Linked DNA regions of Gossypium hirsutum: region 2 is linked to region 1. The links are chromatin contacts, called in public Hi-C maps. All regions are on one chromosome and are shown on one strand. Each heading gives the region's core, a stretch centred on a gene start, on an enhancer-like site or on the middle of the called end of the contact. The rest is flanking DNA. Distances are from core to core; before and after follow the strand shown.

The links. Hi-C and Micro-C count contacts between places; a contact is called where the count stands out from the background.
Region 2: a Hi-C map of leaf shows a contact between it and region 1, with 4 times the contacts expected there. The contact joins the promoter of LOC107948854 here to the promoter of LOC121228162 in region 1. A contact is called at or near these places in 2 of 34 Hi-C or Micro-C datasets (both in leaf).

The regions. Positions count from the first base shown.
Region 1 is chrA04:74,836,337-74,841,763 of Gossypium_hirsutum_v2.1, forward strand. It overlaps LOC121228162 (rop guanine nucleotide exchange factor 7), which reads right to left and starts at 2,736. Exons shown (of 7, transcript XM_041111376.1): 1 at 1,520-2,736; 2 at 1,321-1,437; 3 at 1,070-1,224; 4 at 882-956; 5 at 509-799; 6 at 66-422. The coding sequence starts at 2,111. It overlaps LOC121228163, which reads left to right. Exons shown (of 5, transcript XM_041111377.1): 5 at 1-886. It also overlaps the pseudogene LOC107948841.
Region 2 is chrA04:75,402,467-75,407,893 of Gossypium_hirsutum_v2.1, forward strand. It overlaps LOC107948854 (fructose-1,6-bisphosphatase, chloroplastic), which reads left to right and starts at 3,350. Exons shown (of 4, transcript XM_016883502.2): 1 at 3,350-4,147; 2 at 4,262-4,486; 3 at 5,004-5,427. The coding sequence starts at 3,719.

The DNA of each region.
Region 1 (5,427 bases), core at 1,486-3,985:
ATTAGCATGGCTATTTAGAAAGCCTTCTTAAGAACAAATATGAAAGTGGAATTTGAGACACAAACCTTGTTGTACTGAATCTTGCTCATATCTAAAGTGGTCTGGGGAAGATCGGGGTACCGCTGCTTCAAGCAAAGCAGGAGGCTTTCGGCTCTATCTGCAAGTATTTCTCTCTTTTCAGCATCAACCATTAGATCCTTAACCATGTCCCATGACGACTTTGAACTAGAGCGGGATGTGTTGTTGACAGGTTTGGGATTGGTCTTTCTGCGCCACAGATATATTGAGGCCTCCACTCGGTTGGCGATCTCTATAGCTTGATGCTCGGAGGACAAATCAAGGCAATCAAGAAGACATTCGGGAGTAAACAGATCAGATGAAACATAGCGATAAATGAGATCTCCTAAGCTTGCTCGGCCATTCTGAAACAAATTCTAGCAGAAGTTAACAACCAGCACTTCCTAGAACACGTACACAGTACATCTAATTACCATCCACTTTCTTTTACCTTTGGAAGAGACTCAAAATATGATTCAGGGACTTCCATATCAGCAAGAGTAATGTTGTTGATAGCCATGGCAGCTTTTAGGATCTGGTTCGCACAGTCACGTCTATGCCGCAATTGCTTCCTTGAATTTTCATCAAGGCCTCCTGTGGGCACTCGAGGCACTGGAAGCCACCATTTTTCCTCTTGACGCTGAAGGGCTTTCCGAAATGGGGTTGATCCAGCAGCCTCCTGAGCTAGAATCCCATGGTCAACATACCAGAACTCTGTATCAACAAAACTATCTAATATCTCCTGCAAAAACAATTCTACGTTAAAAATGAACTCTACAACAGAAACATGTTTCCGTATTGCAATAAAAGTCGATGGATCTTACAAGAAGCATGTTGTCCAATTTTCTTAAAGCTGGGAGATTAACATAAAGATCCGACCGGGGCCTGCACGTCATGACCTGAAATCACAGCAACGGCCATTGAAATTTAAACTATAAATCCACCATTAGATACAAATTGTTCATTAGATTTTAGAACTGCCCTGATGTCACATTTTAAATCAAAGCTTCACCTCAAGCTTGCTTCCATCTGGGAATGTCTGCCACGAAGGTATCAACTCAACAATGTGATCACTAACAGAAAGAAACCATTCCATCTCTCTTCGCCACATTGCTTTCTTCTCAAGCGGTACTGGTTCTAGCCTCCATATTTGCCCAAACAAGGTGGCTGCGTGGTTAAGGCAAAGTGAATGAGAAACAAATGCCACATGGAGAAATCAAACAGATAAAAGAAACTATGTTTAAAGAAAAATAGTCAACATACCACAAAGATTGGTGATGGCATTTGAAATAGCCAAGGCAGTGCAAACACCATTTCCACACCCAGACATATCTTCACCAAGCAACAATTTTGCAAATCTTTCCTTCATCAACTCAATCTCTGCAACCCCATTACGAAATACATCAATAAAATAAATCAAACAAGGAAAATGAGAGACATTTTCTTATAGTAGTCATAATACCTGAAACCGTGGAACCTTGTTTCTCCAATTTCCTATCATCCATGGGGGTTTTCTTTCTATCTTCACTAAAACTACTACAGATGCTGCTGTCTTCTGTTTCCGCAATTTCCTGCCCATGCCAATCCAATGAAGGTGGTGAATATAAATCTTCCTCAGAACTACTGTGACTGTGTTCCTCCTCATGCACTGTTGTTTCTGATGTGAAAAGATCAGAACTTGAACTACTTTCACGACCCTTGTCTTCAAGTAACACAGCAAAGGTCCCCATTTGAACCCCATTTTCACCAAAGCTTTTAATCTTCTCTTCAAACCTTTCTTTCTTCTCAACCAAACCCTCCATGTCAGCTCTCTTTTCTTCAAGAACACCAGGTGAATCAGGAACAGCAGAGTTGTTAACTATTGTACCACTATAATCTAATCTCTCTAAGCAACACACATTTGGCTCTATAGCTCTGTAGCACAAGCTTTTAACAGATTTTGGAACCCAAAAGCTACTAGCTTTTAGCTTTGGTACAGGCAAACAAAGCTTGAACTGGTAATCTTCTTGTTGGGTTGAGCCTATGTGCTCTCGGTGGATGAAAGGTCCATCCATAAGGCTAAAACCATACCTGCATTAAGGCAGAATGGAAGTAAAAAAAAAAAAAAAAAAGACTCAGAAATATAATATGGGTTTTTCCTTTTCTTAATGTATGAGAGAAAAAAGTGTGAAGCTATGTGGTCTTATATTATGAAGTAAAGCTGGTAATAACTATTTGAAGAGAATCCCCAGTTTTCCTTTTTGTTATTTTTCCTAAGTTGTCATGTTCTTAAGCAGACAAGAAAAGGGCTTGACAATGTCTAGGCTTTGTTTGAAAATTAAAAGTAGGGTGGTGATGGGAGGATGTATCCATTCAAATCCATGACGTCTATCCTTTCAATTTATGTTGTTTTTAAGATCCTAATAAGATGCACACAATGCCTTTAGTTTCAAAATTTAGGAGTTCTAGAAGTTGTTTTTGGTGTAAAGGAGAAGTTGTTCTTCAAGCGCTCCACATTGTCTGTGTCATGTTTTCTTATTTGGAATCTTCTTTTCCAAACCCAAATCAAACTTTTTATCATTTCTTCTTTACTTTGAATTGTAAATGAAATTCAACAGGATGATATACATATCAACCATCACCAACTTTTATTCTTTTATTTGAATTCAATGCCAATTTTGCTTTTATAAATCACATTTCAGTTTTACTCATAAATTTATTGCTATTAATTTTTTAAATTACCTACTTTAAACATATTTTAATGGTTTAGTATGTCAGTTTTTATTTACTTTTATTGAAGTCTAATTTTCCTTTAAAAGTTAAAACTAATTTGATCATAACTTTTTCTTTTTATTTTTTTACATAATTTTCGAGAATGAATAAATAATTGACAAGTAGAGTAGATAAAATAAGTAATGAATCGAATTTCAAAGTGGGTATGTTTTATATTTAAGTAAATTATGTTAGATTGGGATTATTTTAAAAATAATGTAAAATTAAACAATTAAATAGTTGTTAATTTTTGAAGGCCCCAATGTGAAAGTGTTTAGATTATAATAAGATTATGGGAAGGGTAAAACATTTTTTTTAATTTAATTTGGAAAACGAGTAATTAAGATGTGAAAGCTATTCTTATAATTGAGAATGAAAAAGAAAAATGAAGATGTGGGTATTGTCATTTATTAATTAAGAATATTTGAGGATTTCTTTAAGTATCAAATAATTATAACTATATAAAATTAACATTTCCACTTCCTTTGATTAATGTGGTTGTTCCTTTTGGAGAGGGTTAAATGCATTAGGATTCCAATTTTTTAAACTTTCTTAGTTTGTTTGTTATGTAGGGCTGGAAACCCCTTTATTTTTATGGTTGGAATATTTTTTGGTTTTAGGAGTGTGTGATGCAGCATCCACATTTAAATGGTAGGTTTTGAAATTTGAATCCCTAAGTACTCCTCTTCTTTTCTTATCCTTTTTCAGCTTTCAAGTTTAAACCAATGTATGTATTTAAGTTGCCCCAACTTAAAACTTTTTTTTAAAATCAAGGGATATTATATTTTTTTTCCTTAAATTTTGCAACTACATTCTACTTTAGCATTTATAATTGTACTTTTTTTTTAAAAAAAAATTTACATGGTACCTCATATCTATTTTGGTTATTAAATATTATATGTAACACTTTAAAATTATACCATATCATCATCGCCTAAAAATTTATATAATTTTTTTAAAAAAAATTTAAGCGATAAATGTGACACATTCTTAAAGTGTCACATTATTAAATTTTTTTAAATATTTTTTTAGTTTAAGAATCAAATCGAATCTAATTATTAAATTTAGATACTAAAATGAATAAAAAATATAAATAATAGAGGAAATTACAAAATTCAAGAGACAAAAATTATGTTAGATTGATTATTGAATAAAAATTTTAGTCGAGTTTCAACATAGGATTGATGCTCGTATAATTGATTGCATGAAAAACAATATAATTCCTTTTACATTAATAAATTGAAAGAATGTAATAATTCACAACCGATAATTATCCAAAATAATGGGTTTTTCTTTTTTAACAAATCACATCCTTGAAATAAATAAAAAAAACTTGGGTTTATGATTGACCTAAAAATAGTTAGGCTAACAAAAGTCCAATCTATGAGCCCATTTTCTCAGTAAAAGCCCCATGTATGATTGGCATCATAAAGGCCATTAAAGAACCTACAAAACAGCTCCAGGTTGTGGATATGGATTATGGAATCTGGTTTCAGCAAAGTTTATGCTTCCTTATCTGTGAAGTTTTTGAATGTAGGAGATCTGTATTGGTTTCTGAATGTTTCCTTTGTGTTTAATGTAGTGCATGCCTCCAGTGTGGAAAGCTGTTTTGGGCACCGGGACAAGGCCTTGGAAGAAGTGAGAAAGTGTCTGAAAACACTTGAGAGTGTATTTAAGGGAAAGAAATTCTTTGGGGGAGACACCACAGGACTACTTAATATTCAACAAGATTCAGGACTAGATTTTTTGACAGCAGATGAGTGCCCTGTGTTGATCAAATGCTGTGAAGAGTTTGTACACTGCAACGTTGTTAAGCGACACCTGCCTCCTACACATAAACTAATCGCCTTTCTAAAGAATTGGCTATCTGGCAATGGATGGACCGATTAATCCTATTTCCTCATGATTTTGTGCGTAGTAACTCAAAGGCAACTTGTGTCTTTGCATCTAATGTTGTGCTATTTCCAGATAATGCACCATCTTTACCTCATGGAATCGTGTTTTTCTTATTGGATTTCTCTCCGGAATTGGTTTACTTGGACTTGGTTAATTTAGTATTACAAAACTGAGCTTTCTCCCATGCTCATTGCTTCGTCTCCTTTCTGACTGTCCATTATATATATGTTAATAATTAACTTAAACATCTTAACCATTTCCGTCTCCCTTAGACCGTCACTGATTAAGTAAAGATGATGAAAGCCAACCTATCTTCTTCCCCAAGAAAACTAGGAACTCCTCCCTCTATTAATAGCTTCAAACCATAGTATTCCCTCCAAGAGTTGAAAAAAAAAATGGGTGAAGAAGTGAAGGTTTTTGGAACATGGGCAAGCCCTTTTAGCCGGAGGGTAGAGCTAGCTTTGTGATTGAAAGGTGTTCCGTACGAATATATAGAAGAGGATATATATATATATAAATAAGAATTCTTTGCTTTTGAAATACAATCCAGTTTATAAGAAAGTTCCTGTTCTTCTCCATAATGGAAAACCAATAGCAGAATCACTGGTTATACTTGAATACATAGAGGAAACATGGAAAAACAATCCAATTTGGCCAGAAGATCCTTATGGGAAAGCTATGGCTCGATTCTGGGCTAAGTTCATTGATGACAAGGTATAAACT
Region 2 (5,427 bases), core at 2,100-4,599, 570 kb after region 1:
ACCACTCATTTTACTTCGTAAATATTTTTAATAAATATTTACGAATCCATTTTTCAGAAACGGAGACCCGAAAATACACTTTTTCGGTAACGGTAAAATTCGGGTCATTACAACTGTACTGTACGTACGTCAGCTCCGCTACATACTATTATCTTATCAACTGCAACTCGCTTGTTTAGCGGTCTACCGCATTGCATAGTACAACACATACGCTAGCCCTGCTGCGTATTATTATCTGAGTGGCTTATTCCACATATTTGGTGTGTAGGGTTGGATAGGCCTTTCGAGGTCGTAATTGGTGTGTTTGGTTGGATGAGCTTTAGCAGCTCTTTTGAGGTGTGATCGGGGGATAGAGAGGTGTGTTGGATGGATGGGTGGGTTTTTATTTGACTGCATTTCATTCGAATCTGTCTGTGATTTCTAACTGTAGAATTAGTTATTTGTAATCCATTTGTCTGATTAACATTTGTGCTGAGACTAATGTGTGAACTTCGTGTGCTCTGATTGTTAAGTTCTACTGGGACGTTAGTTCCAGGTGTGCTTTCTGACACTGTGAGTAACTGAAAATCTGTTGTGCTTCTGATTTGAATTTTGTACTTCTGTTTTAGTTTTATTTTAGACTCACACTGAGCTCGAGTAGCTCAGCCCCTCTTAGTGTTTCCCTTTCAGGTACTCTCTTCTGAATTTTGACGCTAGGCTCAGTATGCAGAGGTCTCAGACAGCTTGGCCAAAATTCAATACAAGTTATATTTTAAGCTTTTATTTGTCATTCAGATTTTGAACTGTAAGGTTTTGTAAAACTGTGGTACAAATTCCGATTTAAGTTTTAGTCATTTTTATTCTAGTTTTATATATTAAACTTAACTGAAATTTTATTGTTCGAGTTTAATATGACGTGATAACTTATTTTTGTAAGAATTTACCTACGATCACTTCGATGATCAATTTAACATCCTGGATTCGGTCTAAACTTCTAGGTCGGATTTCGGGTGTTACATATCTCACCTTGCAAGTCTAACCATTTTTTTCTAATAAAATCGAAAAAACAACGAAGAAATAAAGAAAACCCCAAAATACAACAATTGAAATGAAATTTTAAACAATAAAAAAGCAAGAACTCTAGAAGAACAAAGTAGTTCCAGAGAGGGTAGAAGCCCAAATTTATAGATTTTTCAATTCTCCCTCATAAATGTACTGTTTTGGGTTCGAAGGCCATAACCAATAACATCTAACCACCTTTGCAATGTCTAATGCCCCTCATCATGGCCACTTTTCCTAGAAAACTATGCATTTATGATAGTTATTGTAAAAAAGTCTAATGCCTCTTCAACTTCTTCAGTGGGTTAAACCATCATCCAATTTTGGATCATGCCTTACGAGAGGCCACTTAATAACCTCTTGTTCAACCCAAAGGGCCTATTGTTATACCCCTTCATTGTTTGGACACGTATTAACACCGAATATGTTGTTGACCTATACGTTGACTCATTCTCAAGCAATGCCTCAACAGGCCACTCGTCCTCAAAATCTCTAGGAAAGACCACCCGCTCAATCTAAATAGAGGCATCCACCTATATTTAAGTGTGAACACTCTTCTAGTGTGAATGCGCTTCCAAGACACTAAGGAGTATATTTAGGCATAAGAACCTCATACTAATAGAGACATATGATATACGCCCATGATTATCCTTTACACATTACATTTAGCGAGGCTAATTGTTTATCCTGCCACGCCATACTAACGGACAAGAGGACCTCTCCTATAAAGACCCTAAAGAAAGATAAAGAAGGGATCGATATTTTAGCATCCTAAGGTAACTTTGATCAATTATCTTCTTGATCAATTTGTCCTCTTGTCCCTGTTCCAACTCTCAGCTTCTTTAGGTGAACGAACCTCCATTGCACCACTTTGATCTCCTTCTTTTCTTCCTCCCTTGTTGTACTCGATATCAACAAACATATTAGAATCTTTTAAATTTTTTATTTTTATAATTTCAAATATATATATGAATTTTATGGAGGGTTTAGATTTTCCTATTTTTATAATTTTATAGGTTTTTAAAATTTTAGAGAAAAAAAACTTTATTTTTTTATAATTTAGATTTTTTTATAACATTTTGACAATTTTTTTAGAATTTTCTTTTGAAATTTACGCTTTTAATTTTTGAACTGCTTGTATGACATTTTGGATGCATATCTCGTTTGAATTGGTTGTATTTTTCATTTTAGTTTTTTTAATGAAAAAATACACTAAAATAACTAATGATGAAATGAAAGAATAAATACTAAACTAATTTTAGAAATTCTTCAAATACCGAACTAATAATTTTTTTTGGCATAATAAAAATTTTGGCCTTAATGTTTACATTTAATTCCTTTTAAAAGGAATCAAATTTGATTATCAACTTTTTTAAAAAGCTCCAAATTTGACCATCAATCTAGGAGTCAAATTGTTATTGTTTTAACGAAAATATTGATTAAAATGTTAAATTTTTAAACATGACAACCCATATGACAATTCACATGTGCTTCATGTTAATTTTTTGAATTATTATGTATTTTTTATATATATTGAATTTTGAATTATTTTATTATACTTTTTAATATTTTTTTATAATTATTAAACAATTTGTTGATGTGGCATACAAACAAATAGTGTTATGTCAACATAAAGAGCACGTGAACTGTTACACAGTTTACCATGTTAACATTGTTAAAAAATTAATATTTTAATTAGTAATATGTTAGAAAAACAATTTGACTATTTTTTGAAAAGTTAAAAGCCAAGTTTAATTAAAAAAATCAAAAACCAAATTAACAAAAATATAAAAGTTAAAAGATAAACTTATCTTCTTCTTCTTTTTTTTTGTACAGTTTAGTTACATATTGGTTGGGCTTTAAAGCATCCATGACTTTTAACCCAACAAGATTTTGGAGAGAATTTCATGTCTGTAAGACCTATTATTTTTCTATTGTATGTATTTGTGTTCAAATATATCATTTTGGATTTACTATTTTTTTAAATATATTTTATATATGTATATATAAATATTTATAAATATTAAATAAATTCTAAATATAAAATATTCATCAATTATATAAAATATCCTTTCAATAAACTTCATAAATACAATTTATTATTAAACAAACTTAAAATAAACAAATAAAAAAAATCCCATAATTAAACAATAATATCATCTTATAACAACCCACCATCTAACAAGACCAAACTAAAAAAAAAATTAATTTTAAATTTTAAATGGCTTCTATCGGTCAATGTGGATAAGATCAATTAATACAATACTAAAATTTAGACTAAAACAAAACCTAAAGTTTATTGTTTTGGTTTAGTATTAGAGTAAAACATTCTGACGGACACAAGAAGTACCGATACAAATTCACTACCTTAGTGGAATTCCATGGTTCCAGAAACAGAGCTTTGAAGCCCATAACTAGTATTTACACCAACTAGGCTTTTTAACCAAAAACCCATATAAATGAGAGAGCTAAAAATAGAAACTTTGACATAATACAGGTGGGTCCTGGTAGGCTATATGGTGGATGCTATCTTCCATTTGGATTGATTGCAGGCATAATCACCATCACACATTTGTCAGCAACAAGCAGATAAGCAAACAACTGCCCAATTGGAAGTTTTAAACACACAACCAAAATTATAGAAAGGATCAGCGGAAAATAGAAAACTGAAAAAGAAAAAATGGTTCAGGCAATATCAACTTCGTCCTGTTGCAATATCCTCTTCTCAAAGTCACATCGATCCACCTCTCCTCATAGTCTTCATCGTTTCAATCACTACTCGCCAAGTTTCGCACACAGAATTTCCACCGGCGTTCAACGTAAAGCGGTGGAACTTCCATTGCCGGAAACAGTGACACAACAAGTCCAAAACAAGGAGCAAAGGAAGACCCAGTTTGCACTCGAGAATTTAACCTCTTGGCTGTTGAAACAAGAACTAGCAGGCAACATTGACGCCGAGCTCACTGTTGTTCTATCAAGCATCTCCTTGGCTTGTAAACAGATAGCTTCGTTGCTCCAAAGATCAAGCATTATTAATCTCACCGGCGGCCAAGGTACTATCAATGTCCAAGGTGAAGACCAGAAGAAGCTGGACGTTATATCCAATGAGGTTAGTCTATGTTTCCAATGGGTTTTATTTATGTCGTTTAGTAACATGAGACAAAAATAACATGACATGTTATGAAGTTTATTCACTAACCCAAGGTACATAATATAAGTTTAGTTGTTCTGCAACTGCCTAAGATCAAGTGGACGAACAGGGATTATAGCATCAGAGGAAGAAGATGTACCTGTTGCAGTTGAAGAAACTTATTCTGGAAACTACATTGTTGTCTTTGATCCTATTGATGGATCAGCCAATATTGATACTGCATTAACAACTGGATCAATCTTTGGCATATATGGCCCTGACGAGCAATGCCTTATCGATCTTGATGATAACTCCACGGTAATCCTTTCATCTGTAAAGTCTAATCTTAAACAATAACGGTTAAAATACCATGGAGGCCCTATATTAGGAGTAAGATTGCATTTACCCCATTACTCAAAAGATTGATAAATTAGTTCCTATGTAATAGATGAAAAAGTAATTTAATTCTTCTATTCAAAATTTTATCCATTTCATTAATCTATTTACATCAGCATTAATGTAATGTACAAAGACTAGTTTATTTAAAATTTTAACTAAAATGATAAATTTACACATTAATATAATGTACAAAGACTAGTTTGTCAATTTTTTGAATAAATAAACTAAATACAATCCGACTTATATAGTACAAGGGCTTCCATGGTACTTTTACAGTCAAGAACACAATTAACCAGCATAAATTACCTGCAGTTTTGTATCCTACAGCTGCAACTAAACAGTGGAAGTGAACTGCAAAAAAGCAGCCCACATTTATTTAAACAAGGCCACTGTTTTAATCTCTTACCTAAATGGTTTCAACTCGTTTACAATACAGCTTGATAAAGCGAGAGAAAAATGCATCATCAATGTTTGCCAGCCAGGGAGAAATTTATTGGTTGCTGGCTATTGTCTATATTCAAGCTCTGTTGTGTTCACCATCTCCTTAGGCAAGGGGGTGTTTGCATTCACCCTAGATCCCACTTATGGAGAATTTGTGTTAACACATGAGAATATCAAAATACCTGAGTCTGGTAAAATTTACTCTTTCAATGAAGGAAATTATGACCTCTGGGATAACAAACTGAAGAACTACCTTGACCACCTGAGGCAACCAGGATCCAATGGCAAACCATACTCAGGCCGCTACATAGGTTGCCTTGTTGGTGAAATTCATCGAATGCTGCTTCGCGGTGGCATCTATGGCAACCCTAAGAACAAGAACAGCAAAAATGGAAATCTGAGGCTACTATATGAGTGTG